Linked DNA regions of Capsicum annuum: region 1 is linked to region 2. Evidence: chromatin contacts called from public Hi-C data. All regions are on one chromosome and are shown on one strand. Each heading gives the region's core, a stretch centred on a gene start, on an enhancer-like site or on the middle of the called end of the contact. The rest is flanking DNA. Distances are from core to core; before and after follow the strand shown.

Region 1 (6,796 bases), core at 2,392-4,891, 170 kb before region 2:
AGATTCTTGAATTTCCTCCCTGACAATATAAAATGGATCTTGAGCTGAAGACATCTTCAACACCAATTTCTATAATATTTAACTGCACAAATATGTACGAAAAGCATCAGGACAAAGATGACGGAGAACTATATCCTATACTCGATTTCTCATATGATCACTAATTGACTCAGAAAATCATTAGATACAAAATTTAAGAAAATAAAGAAATTTTTAAATTTTATGATATGAAATTAAAATTACGACAAATATATCAAATATCTTTAACGATCCTAAATATGTTATTTAAAAAATTAAAATTAAAGTATTATAAAAAAAAAAAAGGGGACAAAAACGAAAGTAGTTCATTTTTTTAAAACGGAGGGAGCATAAGTTGGAGTGATCAATCAACCCTGGAAATCAGAAAACTAGTATATGCAATCGAATCTTAATTGTTCTCTTTTCGGAAAAAAAAAAGCGGTGTCCTCATTTGATCCACAAAATACATAATGAGAGATCTGGCAAAATAGTAGTGAAAACAAGCAAGCAAACTTTAGTCGCCAAAATTATTATGCTCCCTCCGTTTTAGAATAAATTGAGATTTTTTTTTATTGATGTTTCAAAATAAGTAAATTATTTAATTTTTTTTTAATTTATCTTTATAATTTGACAACTAATCAACTTTTAGAAAGATATTATAAGGTTAGTTTTTTTTTTTTTTTGGTAAAAATAAAAAATTATGTTAAATTTATGTTGTAATGTTTTTTTCTTAATATGTATACTAAAATTCAATAATTCATTTATTATGAAACGAAATAAGTATATCAATACTCTATTTTGAATTTCTGACTAAGATAGATCCTCTTCGGGAGTCGTCGGAGAATAGATCGGACTGTGAGAGAAATAGTTTGAAATAGACCATGAGCGTCAGAGAGAGAGAATGAAATTGGGCTCATATAAGGGCCTACCTATGTGTGTGCAGTACATATTTGGACTAGAGCCCAAATACAATAAATCCAGTGGGGGTGATAATTGACATAAAATGGTTTTATGAAAAAATTATTTAAATCTACAATTTAAGTTTTTATTATTACATAAAATCTCAACTAGCAAAAATAATCATAAAATTTTTTTTTTTATACTTTTTCTCTCCAAATTGCATATATATATCTCACCTTATCTTTTCCTACGCTTAATAAATGTCTAAAATCAAGAAACCTCAATCAAAAAGTTTTTAAATTTTGAATTTACAAACGTTCTTCTAAAATTGCTCGACATCAACTCCTCTAATGGACAAGTCAAATCTTGAAACCCCCCAAAAATCGAATCTTTAACAAATTTCACTGGACAAACTAAACTTAATGACACATTAACAGTCTCCATCAATCTCATTTGTTCAATGAACATCAAGAAAACCAAAAACCCAACTACAAAAGCACTTAAAACATTCATTTTTTCAACAACTTAAGGGATTCTTTATGCTTATAAAATTTGATCAGAACTCATCAAGAAAAAACCTAAAATCGGCGAATTGACTACGGTTATAGTGGTGGTGGTGGCAGTGGAAAAGAAAGCATAGGTAAATAACAAGGTGCAGTGCTTTGTGTTTGAATTTATTTATTTTTTTCAATTTTCGTATTATTATACATAGCCGTAACGTATCAATTGTTGTTACTTTAATCCTGATACATATCATGGCTATCTATAGGATTGAGGATAATCGTTCGAGACATATTGTTATTTTAGCTCACATGCATAACATTATTATGTAAATGGATGGAATACATAGTGAAGTCAGTCTATTTTTTTAAACTTTGATACATAGCGAGTTATGTATATATATACAACATTGTCAATTGTATTAGGTTTTATTTCAATCCATATACATAATTATTGTATACACCATATTTGTAACAACTTCAGTTATAGTGATGTATTTTAATTGGGGTTCTCTGTAGGCTTGATGTTATTTCACTTATGAGAATAATTATGCTATGTATAAAATTGATATAAATGATGTTATGTTAAATCTTATACATAGCATACCTATGATTATGAATACATTTTCTTACATATACATGATCAGACGCGAATCTAGGATTTCGAGGTTGCGGGTGCCATGTTACTTTTAATGTTAAAGCTACTACTCAAAAAGGATAATTTTTATGGGTGTCCCATTGGAATTTGGCTTGTTAGTACGAGATTTTTGAAGAAAAATTTCATTGAAACATTATCAAAGAACCTAATTTTTACGAATTCAGTTGAAAATCAGTTAATTTTTTGCTTTACGTTTTGCTATTTACGTTGCCCCAAATAAGACAAATATTTTATCGATTTTATAGACTTTGGATTTTGATTTAATTATTTGTCTTTTCAATTTGTATAGATAAATAGATCAAATAATAAAAATGTGATTAATATTATAAATACTATCGAAAACAACCTTTCTACTTCGCCGGAGGTAGTGTATGGACTGCATACATTATACCCTCCCCAAACCCCACTATGTGGGAATACACCGAATTTATTTTTATTATTGTCGTTATTACTATAAATTGTGTAAACAAGAGTTGAATCAGTCAACGTGAAAGTACAAAATAGTTGCCAACATTCAATGAATATTCTCAATTCTATTGTTAGGAAATTATAACATCAAGCCAAGCATCATTATTATGATTTACGAGGAGAGGTTAACTATAAATTTGATGGAAGAAGGAATCTTTAATTATGTTCCACATTTAAGTTAAAAATTCTTAAACAAAGATTACCCAAAAAAAGAGTCAAACAAAAATTAAGTCAAGAGAAAAAAAAACTTATAGAAAATAGAATAACGAACAAAAAGTAACAAAATACTGCTGGCGTCTGAACTTGAACTCTGGTATACTACGTGAAATTTCAACGTGTTTGCCATTGACACTACTTCCTCAACCACTGCATTGGGTGACACTTAAATAATATACCAATTTTATTCAATATATATATATATATATATACACACAAATTTTCGATCGAAGTTTGCGGGTGTCATGCCACCCGTGAATCCCTGTAGATCCGCCCCTGTATTTACCCCCGAATAACTTTTATATAAGTTTTTTACCACCCTAAAAAATTATACCATTCTCAATATGGAGAGTGCATCACATTCACGCCATGTTGGAGCCATGTCAGAAGCCACATAAATAAATTATTTTTTCTAAAATACTATATATATATATATATATATTATAAACACCCCCCAACCCCCTCCCCCTTTCAATTCCAATTTCCTAGCAGAAATTGTTCACCAGATCTTGCATTCTCCACCTAACACTTTCTGAAAATTCCAGCATTTTCACCTTCTGATCTGGAGTGAATTTCGTCCTAAAACGCTTTCTCCCGTTAGAATAAGCATAAGAAATCGGCAGTGGAGATGGAGAATTCGGACTACTGTGGTCCCCATCACGCGGTGGCAACGACAGCGGTAGAGGCAGAGTTGGAGGAGAAAGATGGTGGCGGTGGTGAAGTTGGTACTCAAGAACGGCGGTGGCGATGGGCGGAGGAGGAACCACAACGGGTTCTTGGACTTCTTTGTAAATAACAAGGTGATGATGTTGATGGTGAAGTGGATTTTTCCTTTTAAGTACACCATTACTCCAAGGGAAAGGCTTCACTCGAAATTGGAGGCATTACTTCAAATTGTACAGGAGGTCAAACTAGGAGCAATAGATGACATGTCTTTGCTAAATAAAGAAACATCAGTAGATGTAAAAGAGACTAGATCAAAAAATTTACCCAATGTCGAACAGCCTTTGCCAAGGCTTGGGTTTGAATTGAATTTTTGTATGCTAGAATTTTTTTCATCATATTGGTATACCGCCGCTGGTGTCACAAGGAATTGATTTTGCTGTTGCTATTGATGCAATGAAAGCCATAATTTTTTTATCTTGTAAGAGAAGTGGAAGAGGCAAAGGTTGAAAGAGAAAATCAGTTTATAAAAATAGATCAGATAGAGTGTTACAAGTTGTTGTTGTTGGTTAAGTCCATGGCTGAAACATTTAACACTGTCTTCTTATCTTTTTTGTCTTATGAGAGTTAGCTAGATGATTAGATTTATAGTGGGGTGTGAAGAAGAAATATAGGGTGGAGTGTCGGGAAGAAGGAAAAAAAATATAATGGGTGAGAATTTTAAAGTGGGTCCACTTTAATTTTTTTTTTTTTTTTTTTTTATTAAAATGCGCTTCTATTTTTTTTGCCACATCAGTCATTAAGGGAGCCATATAATATATTTTTAAAGTTTATACGGGGTAAATAAATAAAGGTGAAGTTTAATGGCTAAAATGAGTTTTGCTTGCAACTTTAGGATGGGGGAGGGGAATATGTCTTTTCCCTGAAATAAAATGACCTAATTTGATTTGATACGAAATTTAAGAAAATAAAGAAGATTTTTGAATTTTATGATTTTAAATTAAAATTATGTCAAATGTATCAAAATATCTGCCACATAAAAAATTTAAATTAAAATATTACAAAAAAAAGGAAAAGAGTTATTCTTTCTTGAAACAAATAAAAAAGAAAAGAGAGTCATTCTTTTTTAAATGAATTAAAAAAAGGTCATTCTTTTTTAAAAAATGGAGTATTAATTATACATGTCCTAATACCAAATAAAGTGTATAGCTAATATTGTACATAAGTTAAAAAAGTGTACTTAATAAGATACTAATAATACATAAAACTAATGTATCCATTATATTTTTAATGCACTCTGCCAAACGACTTCTTTAGAGAAGTTGGCATAAATAACCGCCCAAAAATAATACTAGCAAATGTATAGTTTTTTATATATATATTTGGCTAGCATACGTAATTCTTTTTAGCTTACTGACCAAATGTGTAACTTGTCCAATTTTTTATTAGTGGCAAGATCTGTTGGGTTTAAAATCGAGAGGGCGTCATGCGGGAGCTATTAGTTGTAAATCATCATGATGATAATTCAGACGACAAAGAAACATATAATACTAAAAACATATTATTGATATGATTCGGCCAATTGACCTACATATTAAAAACTTAAATTAAAAAATATAAAAATAAATTGAGAGAAGATATCCCCTAAATAAAACTCTTAAACGACTACATTGTAGATGCTATTGTGTTATGGTATGAGAAGGAGGTCGTCTATTTATATAGTTCTTAAATCTTTCATATAAGAAAGAAGTTTGCCAAATATGACAAAGTTTTATATTTTTCTTTCAGAAAAAATAAAAATAATTAGGGTATTACTTATATTTTCCTTCTAAGAAAAATAAAACTTAAATTTGGTAAGAAAATCAGGGCAAAAACCCTAACAAATCTCTCCTTTTTGACTTGATTTTCTGCAAAATATTCCTGATCCTCCTTCTGGTGCATAATCTTCGTTCTTCACATATTCTTCATATATCCCTGTTGTTTGACATGCTTTAAAAGCCTTTTTAGGTTAAAATATATCAGCTCTTTTCGGGTTAAAAATATTAAAGTTTTTTTACAGAGTTAAAAGTTAGCTTTATTTTCAAATATATGACAGCAGGATTGTTGAAAATATGATTGACAATTTATCTCAACATGTAGTTTTATTTTGACAAATTATTTTCACTATCATCAAATTGGTTGCAACTTTATTCAATAATTGGACCATCGAATCATTGAACCGTGGGTTCGGATACCACTTGTTGAGTTCGAAATCGAGAGGGCGTCATGCGAAAGCTATTAATTGCAAACCATCATGGTGATAATTCAGACGACAAAGAAAAATATAATACTAAAAACATATTATTGATATGATTCGGCCAATTGACCTACATATTAAAAACTTAAATTAAAAAGCATAAAAACAAATTGAGAGAAGATATCTCTTAAATAAAACTCTTAAACGACTACATTATAGATACTATTGTGTTATGGTATGATAAGGGGATCGTCTATTTATATAGTTCCAAAATCTTTCCTCTAAGAAAGAAATTTGCCAAATATGAAAAAAATTTATATTTTGCTTTCAGAAAAAGTAAAAATAATTATGGTATTACTTTTATTTTTCTTCTAAGAAAAATAGAACTTAAATTTGATAAGAAAATCAGGCAAAAACCCTAACAAGATCAAGCTCCCATTAATATTTTTAGTTCAAAACTTAGACAACCTATAATGAAAAATATCCTAAAGGAAGACGTATGCTCCTCCCAATTCATTTGATCGGTAACGTTCCTCTCTTTATGACGTCTGGTACATTATACATATATCAAAATTCAAACATGCGTTAATTAATACAAACATCTTTCAACTTATAAAGCTACAAAAATACACAATTGTTTCACCATCTCCAGTTATATAAATGCATACATCATCAATTAGTAGGGATTTCAAAAGTTTAAATACTCTATTATTGAACTTTGATGTTTGAATGTTGAGGATCTGAAATTTAAAATTTAAAAAGATGTTGTATCAAATGGATGTTGCTGCAATAACTTGTAAACATCTTGGAAGCTAACTCTGAGATTGAATCTCATTTGGAGAGGATTTAATGTGATTTGGTTTGAAGTTTGGGGGTTATGTGGTTTTTATATTTATGTACATCTTGGTATATATCCGTGAATATCCACACATATGTAAGTGTATATCACATTGTCTATCGATTGACAGTCACATCCGCACAAAGAGAGAATAAAATATATATAAAAAAAAACAGAGTTAAAGGGGGATAATAAGATCCCGTAAAATTTAGGCTTAAATATAATTTGTGGGGTACTTGTGCCTTATCCTCAAATTTTTAGATATTTTTTATGAGATTTATGCACATTATCTAAGCAGC
Region 2 (6,714 bases), core at 3,362-5,861:
CTACTTAGTACCATATATACCTAAGACGAAAATGAAATATCCAATATACCAGAAATAAATGATTCATTTAACATTTTTAAAAGAATAACCAAAGGAAACCTATTTTTTATAAAATTTTACACGGCACCAGCAGAGATATTGTATGATGAAGTTAAATCACCTATACAAGTTGTAAAAATAGGAATAACCCGAGATATGATTATACTAGAAGATATTATTCCACAGCCAGAAATACCTAGAATTGAGATACCAAATTTTTATGCAAATAAGAGAATTATCGGACTATCCACAATTCTTCAAGAGTTAGCAAACACTTATCGCAACAGAAATTCCATATGGAGTTATTATTCAAGAGGTAATGTAATAGTATACTCAAATTCAAAGGAACTACGAGAAACAGATATGGAAGACGTTAGGCAATGGATCTTGACGTTACTCAATCCAGAGAAAAAACCTATCGCCAGAGCCATTAGAGAAAAAATTATTTCAGAAGAATTATTAACCAGATATTGTAAATTAATTGGACATAAATATCCAGACCATCAATGTTCAAAATGTAATGGAGAAGACAATATTATCCCAGAAGTTCAACTGGAATAAAAGAAGAAATCAACAGCTGAAAAATGCAAGATATAAAGCAATAATGGAGATACAGAGTAATAAAAAAAGACGGAGCAATAATAAAAAGAAGACAAGTTAATGAAGTGACATAAAGAAGACAAGTTAATGCTAGAAAATGACATATGAAAAATTAGATATCTTTTTTAATTTATTTACGTAAATTATTAGTTACTTTTTGACTTTTTGGCAAAATGTCATTACTAAGTTTTGTCCTTTTGTAGAAATAATTTAGGACCTTTGTAAAGTTTTTCTACTTTTATAGATAGGTGTAAAGACTTTTGTAAAGTAGGTAGGTAATAGATTAGGACAGATGTAAAAATGTAAAACGTTTACGGGTTTTCTTAAAAATATAAATAGAAGAGCATTTGCTCAGAGGAAGGCAAACCTTCATACGATTGAAGCAAAAAACTCTCTCTTGTCTACAATAAATAATTTGATTATTTAAAAAATAGGTATATTTCAATGGAAAAATCTATGGAGGAACAAAGTTTAGAATTATCAAAACTACCAGAACAGATATATTCATTTATTATTATGAATAGCTAAATTCATAAATTTCTAACAATCATGATATGATAAAATAAGTTCATGTTAGTTGCTTTATAGTAGAATTATTCAAAAAATAACATATTAAGAAGTTTATTAGCAAAGTGGAAAAGGAGAAAAATCACTAAGAACTATGCCATCCTAAAGGTGAAACCGGTGAGGCAAGAAAGTCGTGATAGGAGAGTAACTAGAGTAGAGGCGTTGTTTAAGGGAAAAGTATCTAGATTACCATGCTAATAGTGACCGAAAAATATGTTATTTAAGAATAATCTAGTATATAGCAATCTAAAGTGATCATATTTTGTTATGTCCATGATTGAAGGGAATATTTTGAAAATAGCAATTTTATGAAAACTAGATAATTATTAATCTGACGAAATGATATATAAATTTAAAATACTCGTTTTATATGCACTTAAGGATATAGAAATAGTGGATATAAGAAAAATCATATGGGAAAAAATATTTGATAGATATTTTATGACTAGAATTAATTATATGTCACACCTACCGAACTACTTTTATAAATACTTACATGCCAAATCCACACACTAACTATGATAAATTATGTATATTTAGAATTTTGAAAAATAGATATAAAATATATACAATTTCTTAGTGAAAATATAGAAGAATTAATGAGATTAAAACAAACAACTGAAAAATATTATAATAAAGTATTTAACCAATTTTAAATGATAAATAATCTTAAAATCTTAATCTTATATATACTTAGAGATATAGAAAGTATAGATATTAAGAGAATAATATTAGAAAAGGTATTAGACTATGAAATTGAAACTATAAATTGGATAGAACAGTTATACCTGCATAATTACCCAGATGGATATTATTCAGATTAAAAAATGTTAGAATATATTAGAAAAACTAGAGAAAATCAAGATAATCTAAATGAAGAAATTAATTATAGAAACCGAATTAGAAAAATAATGGAGAATCTAAAAGAAAAATTAATATGGATAAAAGAAACCCTAAAAAATTTAGGAAAAAGTACATGTGATAGTTTATATAATTTAAAAAAAATCTCGCTACGAGAAGAACAACACAAGATAATAAATAGCATTGAAAATCTAGAATTAGATAGACATTACAGTACAATTAGGATAAATTATTATACAGAAATTTGTAACTCTGCAATTACTACAGAATAAAATGATAGCTATGAATATTTAAAATATTGGAGATAAAATATGGAAGAAATAATATTATTAGAAAAACTTATGAAAGATAATCTAATTAGATATTTTGAAAAAAAAAAGATATAGAATATTTAGAATACCTTCAAAACAATATAGAAGAATTATGCATTTAACTAATTACCATATAATCACCTTCAAGATATAAATATTAATAAAACTAACATAAATAAATTCAAAATAAAAATATTTTAAGAAGTTAAAAGAAATAATCACGCACAAATAAAAATAGATTCATTCTATTTATAATAGATCTATTTTACCACACAAATTATTCACACCTCCTGGTATCAAAGCGTGTGTTTTGAGCACAATATGCTTATATGTTTATGTTTGAAGACCTCTCTCAAGAAGAAAAGGAAGCCAAGGTAGGAAAGTTGAAGGAGATAGTCATAGCCGTGGAAGAAAAGGTTCACAACTTGGAGGACCATTTTTCCACAAACAATGAGTCTCAATCCCACTTGAACCTCGAGGATGAAAATTTAGCCGATAAAGTGAAAATTATAGAAGTGAGGGCTAATCAGGTCCTCCAAGATTCTATTTAACTACAGTTATTTTGAAGAGAAAGCTACTGAAGCAACGACTGCTTAGGCTGAAGTAGAACCATTTAGAGGGGGGTCCAGCTCACTTGGGTTGTTCAGGGATGCCTTTTATTAGAAAATAAAGAAAAGCTAGGTCCCTCAGGTGGAAGCTAAGGAAAATTCAAACTTAGTACTTGTCCACGAGGAACTACATTATGAGCGCTATCTGAGGTAAGATCTTGTGGGGAAGTTGAGTTTCCTCGACAAGGTATCTGACATGCCTCTCTTAATTGAGGAGGAATTTAGCACGGATTGAGCGGCTATTCAAGCCAATCTCCACTAACCTTTTCACCCCACCCCCGGTCACTTCTTTACAAGATGACTCGTCTGAGGGCAGCAATTCTAAGAAAGCTCCTGACTCTTCGGCCAAGCTCCTCTGAGCCTCTGCGGCTTCTTTCAAGATCTGCCCTTGTGTTTCGTCATATTTTACCCCTTTTTTTACTGTACTCTCATTAATTTTATTTTTAAACCTATTTGTAATGGAGTTTGGTATTCCAACTATCTTTTTCTTTTCTTATTTATTATATATGCATAAAATAATGAGCATTGCCGTTGAACTTGTTCATTTAGATAGATTGTTGGATCCATTACTTTTTTATGCTCATATTTGATGATTGGTTATGGATGCTAACCAGTTTTGTTATAGTTATGCCTCCAAGCCCACTCCTTTTTTTTAGAAAGTTGGGCTCTATGATAGAAGGGCATGATGTGTTGAAACATCGAGCGGCTAAGTCCTGGATACCTTATTGTCCATATCGTATTATTTATATGTAAGTATGGGGTAGGAGTAAATAGTTTACCTTATTCATTTAAGCAAAATTCATATCAGCTGGTAACAGCCGCCACCCTTTTTTATGGAGTGTTTGGTTTTTTGCCATTTTCATAAGTTAGAACGTCTCTCGGTTACTTTAAATGTCAAATCTTCTTATTGTGGTGTGATCGTTATACAAGAAAAAACTAAAACAAAGTTTTTCTTTTTAAGTAAGCTCAAAGGCTTTTTATTTTGATTGCGCTTAGAATTTTTCTTTATAAAAAAAAAAGAAAGTAAGCTCAAAGCCTTCCTGGCACTCGCTATAGTATCCCTGGTCATGCGAACCACTCTTTACTCTATATTACCCTCTAAGAAATGTGCCTCAGGGGCTCCTTTGAATCCAACCTCATAAAAATCTTGCCAGCCAAAAAAACTTATAAGTGAAAAAAGAAGCCACTGGAAGGAGGAAAATTATACATTATTGGTGAGGGCACCCCGATAAACAATAATACAATTTCGAAAGGGACAGATTCCAATCATTGACATATTACCTTTGAGATCAGCTAGTTGATAGGACCCCTTTCCTATGATGCAAGTTATTTGTTACCACCCTTCCCATTCTGGACACCAATTCCTGATAAAGTATTGAAGCTTGGTTTTATAATTGTACATATCCATCCTCTATTTGTGTGCCCTCATATGTCTGAGGATGATCTCCCATCATCCCTTCAAAAGGTCTGAATTGCTTTGAGAGCGTCATTATTGGCTTCCTCTGTGATCTATGGATATTGATGGCTTGGTTCACCAACCTCTACTAGTATTAGTGCCTCCGCTCTATATACCAGCAAAAAAGGGTCTCTCCTGCGCTAGACTTGATGATAGTACGTGTGTACATAATACTCCCAGCAACTCCACAACCCAACAACTTTTGGTGCTCTCTAATCTCTTATTTGAACTGAGCATGACCATTTTGTTCATTGAATCCACCCTTTTATTCATATTAGGGTAAATAGGGAGCCAAAATTATGCACTTTATCTTCATTCCAGCAGGAACTCTGCTACCTTTGCTCCCACAAACTCGATGTTGCTATCATATGCAATTTCCATAGGTATCCTAAGCCTAAAGAGTATTTAATCCCAAATGAAGCTTATGAACTAGCACTCCTGGATTTGCTTGAATGCCTTGACCTCCATCCACTTAGAGAATTAGTAATTCATGACCAGTAAAAACTTGACTTGATCGAAAGAAAGTCCCTACGGTTTCCATGCCCTACTTCATAAAAGGCCAAGGGGTAGAGATGGCATGCATCATTTCCTTTGACTAATGGAGTGGGGAGCCAAAGGTTGGCACTTGTCATATTTTTGACAAATTCCTTGGTATCATTGTCCATAGTGGGACAGTACCCTGCCCGTACAATCTTGTTTGCGATTGAATCTGCATTGAAGTAATTTCTGCATGTCCCCTTATGCACCACCCTCATCACATAATTAGCTTCCCCAGGGTCTAGGTACTTCGTGAGGGGTCCCATATAGGACCTTCAATAAAGGTTTCTATTAACCAAATAATATCTCTCTACCTTGGTCCTAAGCATCTGATATGTGTTAGCATCAGTGGGCACTGTACTATCCTATAAATATTTTATGAGGTCATTTCTCCAGTCCTATATGAGGCTAGTATGATTCACCTGACCTTGATCTAGGACCTTCAGCTCTGAGTACAATAGCTGGACTATGGTTCCCTTCGCGACATCATCTTCCTTGGTTGCAGACCCCAATATAGCTAGAGCATATGCCTCTTCATTCTTCCTCCTTGAGATCCTCTCCAGGATCCATTTCTAAAAGAGGACAAGTGACTACACACTTAAGCAGCGTACCTTGTTATCCATTCATCCTTCATGTCAAAATCTCCCTTGATTTGGTTCACGACTGATTGAGAATTACAGAAAATAAGTCCTACCTCAAATCTCATGCTTTGTGCCAAACATAAACTTACAAGAAGGGCCTGATACTTGGGCCTCATTGTTAGTAAGCGGGATGCAGCTGATTGCATGCCTTAGTTTCTCCCTTGGGGTTACTAAAACAATGCTTAGGCATGTGCCTTTTTTATGAGAAGCCCTGTTAGTGTACAAGGTCCACGTATAGGTGCCCTTCAACTAAGACATCTTCCTTTTTAACCTGGGGGTCATATCTGGGCTAAAATCTGTAGCAAAATTTTTTAGTTCACGGGAATCAATAGCATTCTAAGGCCTGTACTTGATGTCAAACTCACTTAACTCGACTGCCCACTATGGTATTTGTCCTAATAGTTCTAGCTTGTGGAGCATATTCTGGAGATGATATGTCATGAATATCGCTATAGGGTTACATTAAGAATACGGTTGTAATTTGCAAGTAGCATCCACAAGAGCCAAAGCAAACTTTTCCAAGTGCGAGTATCAAACTTTCGTGATAATTAAACCTTTACTAACATAATAAATAAGATAGTGTACCTTCTTCTTCTCGAACAAATATGGTGTTGGCAACTACCTTTGATACAACCACGTATACTAGTAGCAACCCTTAGGCCTAAATAATGACTGTGAACTAGAGAGGTAAGTCTTTAATTCTCTTAATGCCTGCTGACACTGCAGAGTCTATTCAAACTTCATATTCTTCTTTTTCAGTGAGAAAAAATAGTGGCAGCGTTCTAAAATCCTTGATATAAAATGGTTCTGGGTACGACCCACCTAGTGAACTTCTACACTCCCTTATGCCATCCATAATATCGAATATGTCTTCAATCGCCCAAATTTGTTGAGGTTTACCTTTATCCCTCTATTTGACATGAGGAAACCCAGGAATTTCGTCGAAGGCACACTTCTCAGGATTTAGCTTCATGTTATACTTTATTAATATTGCAAAAGCCTCTTTGAGATGCTCCAGATGGTTCTTGGCCTTCATTGAATTAACGAATATTTCATTGATGTAGACCTCTATTGTCTTTCCTATTCAACTCTCG

What was found. Hi-C and Micro-C count contacts between places; a contact is called where the count stands out from the background.
Region 1: a Hi-C map of leaf shows a contact between it and region 2, with 2.7 times the contacts expected there. The contact joins the promoter of LOC124886590 here to the enhancer-like site in region 2. A contact is called at or near these places in 2 of 5 Hi-C or Micro-C datasets (leaf and placenta).

The regions. Positions count from the first base shown.
Region 1 is chr8:53,042,088-53,048,883 of UCD10Xv1.1, reverse strand. It overlaps LOC124886590 (zinc-finger homeodomain protein 9-like), which reads right to left and starts at 3,641. Exons shown (of 1, transcript XM_047395417.1): 1 at 2,861-3,641. The coding sequence starts at 3,641. The coding sequence ends at 3,246. It also overlaps the pseudogene LOC107839046.
Region 2 is chr8:52,871,793-52,878,506 of UCD10Xv1.1, reverse strand. No RefSeq gene overlaps it. Among protein-coding and RNA genes, the nearest start is that of LOC107879172, 11 kb to the right of the region's middle. Within about 2 kb of position 4,611, at least 4 of the 5 cell types and tissues checked have an H3K27ac peak or open chromatin away from gene starts, as enhancers often do. A contact at or near this core is called in leaf, where this site is marked.